Regions from separate parts of the Mus musculus genome. Here regions 1 and 3 are each linked to region 2. Evidence: chromatin contacts called from public HiChIP or PLAC-seq data. All regions are on one chromosome and are shown on one strand. The core of a region is the stretch at or near the end of the contact, and the rest is flanking DNA. Distances in the headings are between cores, read along the strand shown.

Region 1 (3,091 bases), core at 129-2,628, 540 kb after region 2:
AAAAAAAAAAAAAAAAAAAAAAAAAGCAGCAGCCGCAGCAGCAAACCCAAAAGAGAAACACGAGGACTTCAAGCGGACCTTGCGAGGCCTGCTTGCACCGGCTAGAGGACACGGTTTGGGCGCTGCAGCGGGGATCCCCGGTGTCGGTGGCCGGGCCAGCGCGCCTACAGGGCGAGTGGGCTCTCTTCCCAAAAGGGAAGGCACTTTGGCTGTCGGGCGAGTGCGTCACCGTCCGGGACAGGAGACAGGTCCGCTAGGGAGTGGGCGCCGAGCCGCTCTCCCGTCCCGTGACCCGGCATCGCCTCCACCCGGGGGCGACTCGAGCGGGACCCCAAGTGAAGGGCGTCCCACTGCGGCGGCACTCGTCGCTCTCCGGCTTCCTCACGTTGCAGGAGCCGCCGGGCCGCGCGCCCAGGCACCGGCGGTGACGGACGGAGTCACCGCCCCCTCCTCCCCCGCCGCCCCCTCCCGCGGCCCTCCCCGGCCCCGACACGTCATGGAAACACAGACGTCAGAGCCCCGACGGCCAATCGGAAGCCGCCGCAGGAGGGGAAGGGAGGGGGCGACAGCGCAGGAGGGGGCGGGGGCAGCCGGGAGCCCGGCGCGCAGGGAAGGAAGAGAGGGAGGGGCGCGCGGAGGCGCGAGTCGCCCGCCCCGCACTACAGGCCACCCTTTCCACACCGCGCGCTGCAAGTTCTGATCCCCGCCGCCTCACCCCACCCCGGGCGCGCGCTCGCCAGGCGGGGCCGCGCTCGCCGGATCCTCCCCTTAAACGCCCTCTCCGGGAAGCGCCAGTCCCGGTCCGAGCGGCGCTACCTCCGCTCGTGCGCGCGCGCGCGCCCGCCCGCCCGCCCTCAGGCTCCCCGCGGGCCGCGTCACGTGACCGCGCCCAGCCAAGGCGGCAGCGGCGGCCGCGCGAGCATCCGCAGCGGTGGCAGAGGCAGCGGGAGCAGCTGCGCTGCCAGCGTGGAGCGGGAGGCGTGGAGGTGTGGAGAAGAAGGGAGCGTCGGACCGGAACGGGTGAGCGCCCTCCTCCCCCCTTGCCTGCTCGGGCGGTCTCGCGGGTCACCCGGTGCACACCGGGCCCCTGCCCCGGAGCTGGCCGTTGCCCCTTGAGCTCCGCGTCTGCGGACCGGTGTCCCCGGACCCCGCCCCGGGTTGCACCCCGCCCGTTGCTGCTGCTGTTGCTGCTGCTGCGGACGCCGGCGCGGGGCCGGTTGAGCTGCTGTGCCGAGCGCGGCGCGCCCTGAGCGCGGCTTTGCGGAGCGGAGGAGGCGGGTCCTGCGGGGACGCGAGCGGCCACTCGGCGGCCGCCGGGCTCTGGGCGGGGGCCGGCCGGGCGCCGCCTCCTCCTCCTCCGCCGCCGCCTCCTCGCGGTGCAGCGTGAGTAGGGAGCCCCGGCTGGTGGACGCCGAGTCTCTGGGCTCCGCCGCCGCCGCCTCCTTCCCGAGGTGCAGCCGCACCTCCGCGTGGCGCCCCGAACCCAGCGAGCCGGCTGCGGGCACGTCCCGCGACCCCTCGCCGCCATCCCCCGGACCCACCCGCCTAGCTTTCCTTGATTCTTCCCCTCGGAAAAAATGGTTCCCGCTGCGGGCGAGGTGAGTGGCGGCCGGTGGCTGCCCGCGGCGGGGGCGGCCACCTGCGGGGGAGGCCGGGTGGGGCGCGCAGGGCGCGGCGGGGGTCCTGACAGCTGGGCGCGGGGTGGAGCGCGGCGGGTCCCCGCGAAGTTGGCGGCGCCGCCGGGGTTCGCTCCTGCTAGGAGACCGTAAAGGTGAGGAGGCTTCCTCTCCGCGCGCCTCGGCGCCGGGTCCAGCTCGGAGTCGCCGTCCCGGTGGCTTCTCGTCTACACCCGAGGGCTCTCGGACTTCGCGGGGCTGCCCCTGCTGCCGCCACAGCCCATCTGAACACCGGTCGCCCCTACCCCGGCATGTGGTGACCTTGAGGGCAGCGGTGCCCCGGCACTCCCTCTTCCTGCGACCCGGGAGGGTCACCCATTTAATCCCTGGCTTGGGCCCCCGGGAGGTACTGCCCGTGCAAGGTGAAGGTTTGTCGTCGGCCCCCCGGAGAGGATGGTGTGATAGATGCCTGTCAGACAGGACGGTGACTCCCGGGGAGTTGAAGAGCCGCCTGGACGCTCTCTTCAGGTCTTGAGTCTGGCCCCCCAGGATGTTCACGGGTGCTTCCGATTCATGTTTATGTACTTAGTTTAAAAGGGGGAAAATCTGCTCTGTCCTCGGAAAGGGTCAGTAAGAAAGGAGGGTGGCATTCCTATTGCGGGGGTGGGGGGGGCGGAGGTGGCGGGGGCTTCTTCTCTATTTCATCTTGCAGGAGAATTTTGTGTCTTAGCTAGTTAGCGACCCCTGGGTCTGCGCCTCGGTCTTTGCCCAGGTTGGTCTCTGCACATTTCAGTCACCAGTTTACTGCGGGACTCTAGCATTGGGAATGCTTTTGCTGTTGCGGTGATCGGACCCGCAAGGGGAAGCTGGGGCTGGTCTGCGTGGGTAAAAGGGTCTGCAGGACCTTGGTAAGGACGCGAACCTCCTCGGTAGGCTGTTTTTTTTACCCTTCCTAGGGGTTAGAGCGCTGCAGACAGCCACCTTTGGCTGCTATGCATGCTACTTTTCTGGGTTTATTAATAATCTAATGACTCCTGTCGGTATCGATTGCTGTTCCTGATAAATTAGTTATATGGATTTTTTTTTTCATACGAGTGGAGGTATATGCATGTCTGGACTGTCTGCCTTTCAACATGGAAGGCTTTGTTGTGCTTCACCTCCCCCACCTGAGGACAGTCTTACTTTAAAATAAGGTTCTTGATCCTCAGCGTAGGTGTATTTTATAATAATAAGTACTTGTAAGGACCTGGTTTGTACAAAGCGCGCATAGGGCATCCCTTTGGATAGTGGCCCATTTGAGTGAATGGAGAGCCTTCACTTGCCCTGCCACCAGCTTTCCCTAGGGAGACTCCCTGTCCTTGTGTGTGGCAGAGCCGGATTGGGGGAATTAAAAGAGGGATTGGAAGGGGGAGAATCTGCTTTTTGTACTTGTATGTTTCATTTAGCACCCATCCCTTTTTTTCCCCTTCCTGGTC
Region 2 (3,363 bases), core at 189-2,688:
AAAGAAACACCACTTTCTGGTAAAAAGGGAAAATGGGTAATATCTCTGAAGATGGAAATGTGCTTCTCAAATTTCAACATAGATATCTAGAAGATTAACAGTGGGATGGGGAAATTAAAATCATGATGTAACAGATATGAATAACTGTAGGCAATGAGGTTATAGGGGAAGAAGGGGGGAGGGAGAGAGCCCACGTCTGTCCAGAGCTCCTGTGCTCTGGGCAGGTGGATGCGAGAGGGCTGCCAGACGCTTTCCACTCGGCCCAAGGTGGGCATCTAAGCCACTGACCCCACTAGGTGGGGGTGGACAAGGGGCAGCCCCTGATACCAGGGGGCCCGGGGTGACACCCTCGGCCCCAGAGTTACAGGAGAGAGGGCAGAGGGAGAGAGATTCCCACACAGGCGAGAGTCCTTAGTCTGGTCCATGACTGGAGCACAGGAAGGCCTTCCATCAGGAGATTAGAAACGGCTCATTAGGAGAAAGCCTATTCCATCATCCAAGCACAGGGGACCTTGATGATCAGAGACAGTCTATGGTTTTAGAGCTTTATTTTATTAGATATTTTCTTTATATACATTTCAAGTACTATCCTGAAAGTTCCCTATACCCTCTCCCTGCCCTGATGCCCTACCCACCCACTCCCACTTCTTGGCCCTGGTGTTCCCCTATACTGAGGCATATAAAGTTTGCAGGACCAAGGGGCCTCTCTTTCCAATGATGGCCAACTAGGCCATCTTCTGATACATATGCAGCTAGAGACATGAGCTCGGGGGGGGGGGGGGGTACTGGTTAGTTCATATTGTTGTTCCACCTATAGGGTTGCAAACCCCTTCAGGTCCTTGAGTACTTTCTCTAGCTCATCCATTGGGGGGCCCTGTGTTCCATCTTATAGATGACTGTGAGCATCCACTTCTGTATTTGCCAGGCAAGGCAGAGGGAAAGAGAGAAGGTAAAAGAGAGAGAGACCAGCCATAGCCAAGGAAGAGAAGGGGGAAAAGGAGAGAGAAGAAAGGCTAGAGTAAGAGGTTAGAGAGATAGAGGAGAGAGAGTAAGAGGGTGAAAGAAGAGATCCAGATGGGGCCAAGCAGCCCCTCTTATGGTGGGATGTTTTCTTGTTGTTGCTAGGTAACTGGGGAGGAGTTTAGCCTGAAGGTCAGAAGCTTGGGACATTGTGTATGTGACTACTAGCCACATGCTTCTCTTGTGGGGTTTGTGGGGGCAGTAACTTCGATTTGAGCCAGGGTTCCAGGAGACATGAGGGAACACCTTCTGTCCCATGTAGGTGAATTATCACCGCTGGATTTCTCTGGGGTTCACAACCTCAGCTCGACTGGAGACCAGCCTGTCTGTACATAGCCCATTGCTCCACAGATAACACTAGGTGAATTCCATTTGCACCCACGTTCCTCGTAACAGAACTGCGTCAGTTACAGCAGTGGGCATTCCACACTGAAGCAAATTCTCAGAGAGTTAAAGTGAGATTTCATCAGCAGTGAAGTGTTTCCTGACTCTAAATAATATAGTTAATATTTAATCACACAATAAAATATTAACCACATATTGGGGAGAGAACTATGAATCATATGATTAATAAGTAAAATGAAATAGCACATCAAATCCTATGAATTATTGGATTCATTTTACATAATTATATCAATATTTTCATGTTGAACTTTTTGCTTGTTTATGGACGGTGTACAAAATTTAATAAGTTTGTTCCTCATTTGCATTTCACAGTCTTGGCAGTATTGACACTTTCAGGAGTGGTTAAGTCTCTGTTACAGAAAGTCTGACAGAAAGCATAGCAGCTCATCACTAGGTTCCAGTCACAGTCAGCCACACTGTCACAAGTGTTATGTGTACATAACAATGTACACGTGTTATGTCCTATGCCCTGGGAGATAGGCATGGGCCATTGAAAGTCACTATCCACATTTAAAAATAGAAACAGTTAAAGACAGAATTGACCTCTTTAATTGTCTACAAGCAAACTAGACAGCTAATGGAATCCCCTAAGGTCTGTTTCTCTAACTCTTTCTTCTACAGCTTAACTCACTGATCTATTCCACTCCCAGCTTTTCAGCAAGCCTCACTTATCAAGCATTGTGTCAAAGAAAGTGCCATTATTTATCCTTGGGTGTTTGTCCATGCCAAGGCTTGTTTTCCTCATTTTTTATAGCATCGTTACTCATTCTTCAAAATCTATCTCAAATAATACCTTTTTCTTAGGGCCTCTTTCAAATTCTCTGCCTCCAAGTGTAAGATATACCAATATGTCTCAATTTTATTTATTTATTTTTATCACAGACTATTTTTAGATTTCTGTTGACTGGAGTCATATTTTTTCTTCTCAATTGTACACTAGAACTCTTGAGGTTTTTTTTTTCCACACAAATGGAAGTTAATACTAATACTGTTGGGTAAGATACTCAAGAATTATGAAAGATGATTTATAATGATTTTGAAAAAATAAGCAAATAATGCATATATGTGCCAAGATGTTAAAGATATATTGTAATCTGAAAAGTATAACTCATAGAATATTACAGATTTATACAATAGTTCAGAGAAAATGAATAGAAATGCTGTTATAGATTCAGAGAAAATGAATGGCAGGATTCAGCAGTAATGTTTGACAATGGTTATTACTAGGAAAAACAAGTTAATTTTTTTTTCAGTCAAGAGCTTGGATTACTTTGATAATTAAAGTTTTCCCTAACTTTTCTTGCTATCATTTGTACGTTCTTGTTGGAAATCTGTCCTTTTCAGACTACAAATTCAAAAAGGGATGAAGTCATACCTCAACCTGCTCATGAAGTGATGGCCACTTGATGACTATGCATCTACATGTCTGCTCTGACATTGGGCCCACTGTCTTCCCATGGACTCGTCAGTTGGACAGAAACTATTTTGAGGCCATCCCCAGTAAGCTGTGTGTAGAACATTCTCTTTGTATTTCCTCTATCTATCCTGAGATCATAGAGACAAATACCAGAAAGGAAACCCTCAAGCAAGCAAGGCTGCTTCTTGGAGGAAAGGGTTGGAAATTGGTACTAGACCCAAAAGAATCCACTTCTTTGTTATTTTGCTCATAAACAGAAAGTTTTGATAAGATGTTTGATGTATTCCAAGTCTTTCCTGCACCATAAGGAGGTACCACACTAATTCAGTCACTCTTTCCTTTAAACAAATGGCCATTTAGATTTCTCTGTTTTAATCTTTTAGGTGGCAAGTTGTTAACTGGTAGATGAAGCTGGCATTTACCTCTCATTTTTCTTTGGTGTGGCTAATTAAGGGGGCAAATAGTTCCATTTATTGGCTTGAAAAGCTGCTCAAACGTCTGCCTATCTCTTGTACTCAGGA
Region 3 (3,089 bases), core at 535-3,034, 600 kb after region 2:
TCTCTTAATTTTTCCCCTCGGTGGAAAAACAGACTTATTTTTGGAGTTAAATGGTGGATAAATGGTCTTGTGTGTCAACTCTGTCAGTAACAAAATGCCTGAAATAATCAATGCTGGAAGGAAGAAAAGGTTTTAGAGATTTTTATCATGATCACTTGGCCCATTGGCCTGGGGCTGGAAGGAAGCAGTAACTATTAGCAAGAGTACATGGCCAGGAAACTCAGGGAAGGGCCCTTTGGGAGGCATTCAGTAGCCAGGCTGTGGAGTTCCTCTCACACTGAGGCCCTTAGAAGCATGTCCTTCTGTCCAGGAAGCTGGGTTTCTTGCTTCCCCATTTTTCCTACCAGCTTACCACGTGGTCTCTAAAAAGGTACCATTTGAGTCCGTTCTCAGGAATACTACAAGTAGTTATTTGTAGACCAGTAGAACATGTTTGGGCCAGATGAAATTTTCCCATCCTTCTGATTAACTGTCATAATTCCTGAGAGGGGGATTGAAATTAAAAGTTCAGGGTAAAATGAAGGTGAGACTTGGAATGTCATATTTTTGCGGTATGTTTTAGAACAAGCATGTATCTCACGTTCCTCGGAGCTTTGTGCTAAAATAATCTGTTTATAACATCCTAACACCTAAAATTCTTTTAAACTGTTCTTCTCTCGTGTTTTACTTTCCTCTATCGAGTCTATTATTCCTGCTCTAAATCCCATTTCTCGGTCCGCTAACTTTCACGGTGGCTTCGGGTATCTTTTCTACCTTACCCCCGTTATCTTTCTTGTGCTTTGTGCTGGGTGGCAGAGAAGACTCTGCTGCAGGCTTCTGGATGCATGCCTCTAGCTCCCGTATCATATTTGTTATGTCGTAATACTGCACCAAACAAGGTATAAAAGTGAATTAATACAAATTAAAGACAGATGCTGAGTTACCGGGCGTGGCTTCGTGCGCCACAGAGGGAAGAAGTCAGGTGAAGCGGAGCTTTCTAAGTGATGATTATCAAAATGAGGCAAAAGAGGGGCTAAAGTAAAAACCAACAGGGGAAGCTAAAGACGTCATTAGGAACAGTGGCGGTGCATGATGGGAGGCAGGAGAGGCATAGCAGCTGTTGTCATTGGTTGCCTAGTTTCCATGTTTTAAGTGGCAGCTGATATTTGCTCTCCCTAGAAGTAAGTCTCTGGCACCTGTGTACTTTGACCTTGTCTCCATGTGGTGATACAGTTTAAGTCTTAGAGAAAATCGACCTTTCCCTAGGGATAAATCATTAGTGACTTAGGGGCTCTTAAAAAAAAAATGCTCTCATGCCCTGTGGTTTGGGCTCGGTTTTGCAGATTAGCACCAATGTTTGCATGGCTGTGGTGTGTTAGCATGTACGGTCTTGTGCTTCTGAGTTCCATGTCGCTCCCGCACAGCCTGGTCCGAGAAAAGGGTTGCTTGCCCCTGCAGTAGAGCATTGAATGCTTTCTCTGGTCACTTGTTTTCATTGCTTATAGATTTTTTTTTTAAGCTGTGTTAATTAGTTGTCCAACTCCGTAGCAAGCATATAACTTTAAAAGTCATACTTGAACCTGAAGTAACATGTCATTGGCTTTCTATTATGCTTCTAAGTTTCATTGTTAGGTGACAGTAGATCGAATTCCCTTTCTGTCTTCTGAACATATTCCTGGAGTTCTCCTTCTTGCTTCTGCATGTTCCTCCTCCCCCGTACTTTCCTGGTCTGCGGGTTTCTGGTGGTTGGTACAGCCTTCTGGGCAGTGCCATCCAAAAGCCTATTGATGATATCACAGGCCATCACCTGGGTGTTCATAGTTCCCATATGAACAGTTCCTGCCCAGGATTCTCCTTCGCCTTGAGGGTGGAGCCCAGTTCCTCATTCTTTTCCTACAACTCCGTTCCTGAACCTCTCTAAACCTTTCTGCTGAAACTGTCACCTGTGTGGCTGCCAAGTTAGAAACTTGAATGGCTTTGATTTCTATGTGAATTTTTTAAACCCATTCTGGTGTAGTCGTTAAGCCTTAGGAATTCTTCTTTCTTTTTACCCACGGTGTCTTTTTCTTTGTGCCCTGTGGGTAGGATCTACTGTCTTGTCTTTCAAAAATTGAGCTGGGGTAATAATTGGTGTCTCTGCCTGTCCTGTTTCTGGTCTTAAAGCCACCTATTGTTTAGCATTGCTTTTGAAATGAAGCTTAGACTTCTCCAGTAGACCTAGAACTCTCCTTGTGATCTGGTTCTAAGTTGATCCTTTTTCCTATCTTTGGTTCTTAATGTTTGAAGCAGAGAATCTTTCATTTTTCTTAAAAATGGTATGTCACGTTGTTAGCTCTTGTTTCTAGTCTTTTTAGTCTCTAGCATATTTTACCTCCACCTACAACACTATATAAGAAGAGTATCAAGATTGAGATACCAAAAATGAGTATATTGGAATTTCTTCACCCATCCCAGCCCTGTGAGTTTGGAGTCTATTTCTTTGTGTATACTCTCCTAGTGTCCCCTCCACTGCCATCTAATATGTAATACACTGGGTGTGTCTGATTATTAGTCATCCCTACCAAACTCTTGAGTCCTTTAAGGTCAAGAACCAGGGAAAGGCATCCTGCCCGACCCATCCTGTGTGCTTTGTACCTTCCCACAGTGCCTGGCACATGGGATATGGGAACGTGTATTTAAGTCTGACTTTAGATGGAAGGATCGAAAGTTTGAAGGTCACTGAGGGATCACCTTCTCCTTCAAAACTGAAACAGTGAAGAAGGATGCACATGAACACATTGCCATATACTCTTCAGTCTGTGTCCTTCTGTCCTATATAGGGAAGTCACCTTAACTGTTATACCCACCCACCCCCACCGCCACACAGGCATGTACACATATATACATCCATAGTCGCACAGTTCCTAGTTGTATGTGGAATGGATTATCCTTGATTCTCAGCCAAATATACCTGCATCAAACACTCTAGTAAACCACCACCACCACCACCACCTCCTCCTCCTCCTCCTCCTCCCCCTCCTCCTCCTCCTCCTCCTCCTCCCCCTCCTCTCCCTCCTCCTCCTCCTCCTCTCCTAAGTTAGAAGCAACAATTGAGATGCAGTCGTCGATAT

Evidence for each region. HiChIP or PLAC-seq counts read pairs in DNA pulled down with a chosen protein or histone mark.
Region 1: a contact with region 2 is called in a FOXA1 HiChIP or PLAC-seq map of pancreatic cancer cells. The contact joins the promoter of Atp2b1 here to the enhancer-like site in region 2. A contact is called at or near these places in 5 of 39 promoter capture datasets (the 3T3-L1 cell line, 3T3-L1-derived adipocytes, cranial neural crest and 1 more), 1 of 15 datasets of contacts at CTCF or cohesin (the NIH/3T3 cell line), 1 of 484 Hi-C or Micro-C datasets (embryonic fibroblasts) and 4 of 115 datasets of contacts at active chromatin or transcription factors (the NIH/3T3 cell line, craniofacial prominence, pancreatic cancer cells and 1 more).
Region 3: a FOXA1 HiChIP or PLAC-seq map of pancreatic cancer cells shows a contact between it and region 2. The contact joins two enhancer-like sites. A contact is called at or near these places in 2 of 115 datasets of contacts at active chromatin or transcription factors (embryonic fibroblasts and pancreatic cancer cells) and 1 of 9 other capture datasets (embryonic stem cells).

What each region holds. Positions count from the first base shown.
Region 1 is chr10:98,913,774-98,916,864 of GRCm38.p6, forward strand. It overlaps Atp2b1 (ATPase, Ca++ transporting, plasma membrane 1), which reads left to right and starts at 1,379. Exons shown (of 21, transcript NM_026482.2): 1 at 1,379-1,598.
Region 2 is chr10:98,369,368-98,372,730 of GRCm38.p6, forward strand. No RefSeq gene overlaps it. Among named protein-coding and RNA genes, the nearest start is that of Gm8633, 19 kb to the left of the region's middle. Within about 2 kb of position 1,439, at least 7 of the 459 cell types and tissues checked have an H3K27ac peak or open chromatin away from gene starts, as enhancers often do. A contact at or near this core is called in pancreatic cancer cells, where this site is marked.
Region 3 is chr10:98,972,262-98,975,350 of GRCm38.p6, forward strand. The region is part of intron 2 of Atp2b1 (ATPase, Ca++ transporting, plasma membrane 1); the gene reads left to right. Among named protein-coding and RNA genes, the nearest start is that of Atp2b1, 59 kb to the left of the region's middle. Within about 2 kb of position 1,785, at least 37 of the 459 cell types and tissues checked have an H3K27ac peak or open chromatin away from gene starts, as enhancers often do. A contact at or near this core is called in pancreatic cancer cells, where this site is marked.